2 separate regions of the Oncorhynchus mykiss genome follow, and region 1 is linked to region 2. Evidence: chromatin contacts called from public Hi-C data. All regions are on one chromosome and are shown on one strand. Each heading gives the region's core, a stretch centred on a gene start, on an enhancer-like site or on the middle of the called end of the contact. The rest is flanking DNA. Distances are from core to core; before and after follow the strand shown.

Evidence for each region. A called contact is a pair of places that touch in the nucleus more often than the background predicts.
Region 1: a Hi-C map of liver shows a contact between it and region 2, with 6 times the contacts expected there. The contact joins the promoter of LOC110504600 here to the promoter of LOC110504372 in region 2. A contact is called at or near these places in 2 of 3 Hi-C or Micro-C datasets (blood and liver).

The regions. Positions count from the first base shown.
Region 1 is chr31:12,894,393-12,897,092 of USDA_OmykA_1.1, reverse strand. LOC110504600 (V-type proton ATPase subunit e 2) reads left to right here and starts at 1,387. Exons shown (of 4, transcript XM_036969930.1): 1 at 1,387-1,707; 2 at 2,303-2,350. The coding sequence starts at 1,604.
Region 2 is chr31:12,715,453-12,718,152 of USDA_OmykA_1.1, reverse strand. It overlaps LOC110504372 (cytoplasmic polyadenylation element-binding protein 4), which reads left to right and starts at 1,418. Exons shown (of 12, transcript XM_036969722.1): 1 at 1,418-1,588; 2 at 2,680-2,700.

The sequences.
Region 1 (2,700 bases), core at 138-2,637, 180 kb before region 2:
GGTGGACCATTTCAGTTCGTCTGTGATGTGTACGCCGAGGAACTTAAAACGTTCCACCTTCCCCACTGCTGACCCTTCCAGACATTCCCTACATGTGAGGCTGATCTGCTCTCTATGGCCAGACAACACAGAGACACACTCCACCACACAACTCAGTCTAGTGTGAACAAACAGACAAACGGCTAGAAGGACAGACAGGGGCAGCGGGAAGCTGCCCCCCCCCCCCCCCCCCCCCACACACACACACACACACCTCTCTGATTCAGAGGGGCTGGGTTAAATGCAGAAGACATATTTCAGCTGAATGTATTCAGTTGTACAACTGACTAGGTATCTCCTTTCCCTTTCCAGACAGGCAGACTCACAGATAGGCTGGCAGGCAAGCAGACTATCACGGCCAGTCATCTTGTTCTATGCAGTCACTTAGAGAGATCAATTAACCCGTCTAGATCAATATTAGCTTTACAGCTTTACTCTGATGGTCCAATTAAACGAAGCCCAGAGAGTGTAAGTTACAGGCTGGATCAGCTCATTGACATGTTACTATTCAGAGAGGGAGGAGAAAGTATCTGTGATTTATCCTAGTAATAGACTGGAGGGTTGGAGGACTTACATTAACTCTGTTTACTTCAGATCCATAGACAATCACACTCTCTGTTCCCTCAAAGTCACATGTGTGAAACACAAGGCCCGCTGGCCAAATCCGGCCACAGCAATGATTTAGGGTGTCAATTCATTTTGGCCCGCTTCCATAGAGTACCACAGTATCTGTCATAATACCCATAAAACTTAGCGGTCAAACAAGGAAATGGTCCCAATTGTTTTTCCACCATTCCTTTTTCCCATAGGGGATTTTAGAAACACTTAAACTAAGGGCTGTGTTTTGTGTAGGCTCATCCTGGAGTGAGGTTTTGAGAACCGTGTAAATCTGTGCTGTATGTGTCCTGGAGGGCTTTTTGTTATTACATAAATACTTCAAAATTCACAAAAAGTGCCATTAGTTGATGAAGATTATTTCATAGAAAAAAGGTCTAAGATATTTTGGCCATTTATCCAAAAACTCCATTGATTTTCCCATTGGATCAAGTTTCCAAGGATCCGTTTATGAACAACTTTTGGCACCACTACCCCACAGAACAATGAGACAGATATATCACTGGATTATAAAGCATCCGTTTGGCGTTTCCACTCACTACCAAATATGGTAGTATGGTAGCCTTTGCTAAAATTGTAAAAAATTGCTTAGGAGTGCAAAATCTAGTTATTGCACACGCGCATTTCAGAGTAGGCGTCCCCAACGGAACTATACAGATGTATGCTAGAACGGGCCAATATGATCTCGCTAGCTCGTGCTGGGCTCTGCCCACCCGCATGCTTGTTCTGCCCACTATGACCCATCTGTTCGCATTGGAAACGACAGGCTGTGGTCTATCTTGGTTTATTTATAAAAAATCTTTGACTACCAGCCCAGTTTATTGTGGCGACGTCATGTGATCCATACTTCCTAGTCTGTTAGCATTTCGCTACTTCGAGGTCGTGTAAGCGTTGTCAAGCGCATAAGTTAACTTTTTCTACTTTTAAAACTCTATAACAAAAGACAGACATGGCGGAGCTTAGTTTTGTAATTCCTATGTCGGTGATGACTCTGTTTTGGGGGATTATTGGTGGAGTTGTGCCGTGGTTTGTCCCCAAGGGACCGAACAGAGGGTGAGTAAATTAGCTAACATGATAGAAAAAAGCAATATCTTGCTAACTATAAAAGTTTGCAAACAAAGGACATACTTCATGCTAGACCTCAAATGTCTCTTGTATTCATATTCGTGGAAAATGTGAAACCTATTTTTATGTGTATGCGTCCAATAACTTTTTATTAGCTTTTTAGTCCGTTGCTAAATTATTATACTTGGCAGCTGTTTCTATTGTCAAATATATTGCTCATCATGGCCAACAATAGTTGAGTTGACTTTAAAGTACTAATAAACTTTAACATTTGGCAAATTTCGTTTTGTTGGATAAAAATTGATGGAAATAGACGAATTAAGATGTAATTTTGGAACTTCCCCCAGTCCATTTCTAGTTCCCATCTGCTCTGTCACTTGCATGTGACTGAAGTTGGCATAATAAAGCCCTATCTGCATGAAGTAGGCCCAGTAGGACGTCTGGGAGATGAGCACTTGCCATAATAAACCATAGATATAGGACTAACATTTGGTTTGTTGTTGTCTATAGCCTAATGTCTTGTTACTGCTTTGTAATAATGTCTTGGCCCAGTGCAATAATGCCTCTCTTTCCCCCTCCACAGAGTGATAGTTACCATGTTGGTGCTAACTGCTGTCTGCTGCTACCTGTTGTAAGTATAGTCCTCCCAGGAATGTAGCTGAATATTTAACAGTATCACTATGAGGGCCCTTCTTGTATTAATTTGGCTCCGTTGGTTGGAACAGGGCGCAGGCGGGCAACATCAAGGGTGTATTCATTACGGAAACCCTTTACCGTTTTAAGAATTAAACAGAGCAAATGAAACTGGGAAGGATCTACCTGAATTTAACCAATAGAAACTCTCTTTTGCGTTTTCTGTTTTGCGTAAACGTTTTGAAACAGAATCGGGGTAATGATTAAAGCCCAGTGTTGTGTGTGTTGAATCTTGCATCATGCATAATGTTGCTTTCATGAAAGTGTGAAATGGGACTATTGGCCTAT
Region 2 (2,700 bases), core at 169-2,668:
ATTCTTAAAATAAAGTGGTGATCCTAACTGACCTAAGACAGGGATTTTTTACTAGGATTAAATGTCAGGAATTGTGAAAACTGAGTTTACACGTATTTGGCTAAGGTGTACGCAAACTTCTGACTTCAACTGTATATATTGTATTTTATACCATCTTGCCTATGCCACACAGCCATGGCGCATCCATATATTTATATGTACATATTCTTATTCCATTCCCTTACATTGTGTGTATAAGGTAGTCATTGTGAATTTGTTAGATTACTTGTTAGATATTATTGCACTGTTGGAACTAGAAGCACAAGCATTTCGCAACGCTCACATTAACATCTGTTTACCAAGTGAATGTGAGCAATACAATTTTATTTTATTTGACCAGAATAGAAAGAGGAGTGGGAGGCCCCGGTGCACAACTGAGCAAGAGGACAAGTACATTAGAGTGTCTAGTTTGAAAAACAGACACCTCACAAGTCCTCAACTGGTAGCTTCATTAAATACTACCCACAAAACACCAGTCTCAACGTCGACGGTCTAGAGGCAACTCTGGGATACTGGCCTTCTAGGCGGAGTTCCTCTGACCAGTGTCTGTGTTTAGTTGCCCATCTTAATCTTTTATTTTTATTGGCCAGTCTGAGATATGGCTTTTTCTTTGCAACTCTGCCTAGAAGGCCAGCATCCCGGAGTCACCTCTTCACTGTTGACGTAGAGACTGGTGTTTTGCAAGTACTATTTATTGAAGCTGCCAGTTGAGGACTTGTGAGGCATCTGTTTCTCAAATTAAAAGTATAATTGAAACTTGTTCTAAAAACATTATTTAATCACCTTTCAATAACCTATCATTTCCGTTCTCAGAACGTTAATGAAAACTTTCCGGAAACCATAGTAAGACGTTATCAGAACCTCCCTGCAACCTAAAATTGAACGTTGCCAGAACAGGTGAAATTTTCACTTCAGTTTTCAGAACATTCAGTTTCACCGGCCAGGAAACGTATAGCTTCGTTCCCAGAACCAATGGGAAACCAAAAACGTATGTTACCACAAATTCCGAGGAACCAAATCCAAATGTGCTAGCTGATTCAAGATTTGCCTCTTATCTTGCCTTTATCTTGTGTTTAAATGTGTTTAATAAACCCATTTAATCATAGCTGAATATCGCACAGAAGCCTTGACTGACTAGATGTTTAAATGCAGGCAGTATTGAATGTAATGATTTCCTTACATTATTTTCCTGTATGTCCAACTCCCACCCATGAATTTCTCGACATCCTTATTTGGGCGGAGAACGTCTTGAATGCATGTGCAATTTCGTTGAAAAGGCGTGAGATGGGTGTGGCTTCCCCAGACATATCCAATGAAACCCCATTCATCAGTGGAAAGGGGCGAGGCCGCAGAGGGAAACCCTTGCAGTCTGTGGACGGGAGTTGGTGGAGGGGGCGGGGTTATGAGACGGAAGTGTCTAACTGACTGGTCCAGCTGTCATCGACTAGAAGAGACCATTCGCACCGGCTGACTTGGAAATGCAGAAAATGGAAAAAAGCTGAAATATGGCAACATCTAGGAACCATAAGGACATGACGACAATTTAGAGGTACATAATGCACGACCTAGAATTAGTTTCATAAATGTAATGTCATACCAGAGAATTGCACTCAGGTTTGTACTCGTAGTTTGGAATTGCTAAATTATGATGACAACGATTGGTGCTAAGCTATGACATTGAACACACAGGACACGAAACCGACGAGGTCGTTTAAAGATACACATACCATTTAATACCAATATTACCGCAGATCCAGCCCGTGTATCGCTGTAGGTGGAATTTTAGGATACATTGAATTTCTAGTCGACATTGTTGCTTATCTGCGTCGATTGCTCGCTAGATCGGCAACAATGTATCTACTGTGGTAGCTTGTCGGCTATAACCGTAGCAGATTTTATACAGGGAACTAGGCTACCCTAGATTCAGAACAGACAAGAGACGTCATCAGTATTTGCTTTAAATGGTCGCGTCGGAGTTGGTCATTGGAGAAAAAAATTAATCTAGATATTCGGTAGGTGTTGGTGTATTTACCTTACTTATAACGCGCGGGCATAGACACACTACACTGCATATAGACCGCATATAGATAAACACTGATAATCGCAATGTGTTTGATTGACAGGGCACATGGAGCCCAACGCAGCAGCTGTTAGCTTGCTAGCCACATAACGACCTTTGGGAAGTGAAACGTCAAGTAACAGTGTAGCCAGCCTGCCTGGTTGGTGCTATGTGCTTCTACCACATCTAACCCACGCAGCTTAACTCGAGTGTTTTCTGTTGCGGCTTGTTAGTGCTACTGCTATGCTTAGTCTGTGTAATTTTATCATGTAGCCTTGGCCTACCGTGGCTGAGCGAGTCAATGATTTCTTCTCATTGAGTTACATCACAGGACTAGCAGGCTGCAGTTGCAGCAAAGTCACTGCAGTTGGCGAGGCTGGTGTTGTTTTGGAAGGCCTGTAGGCTCAAATTGTGGTGGGACAGCCTTTGTATTTATGGCCTCAACCCTCCCTCTCTCTCCCTCCCTCCCCGCTCTCCCCCACATCCCCCTTTCTCGCTCATGCCTTCACTCCTCACCTCCCCCTCACCCACTTTTCCCCCTTCTCTCCCTCACTTCTCTCCTTTCTCATGTTAAACAGTAGGAAATAGGCCTAGAAGACACT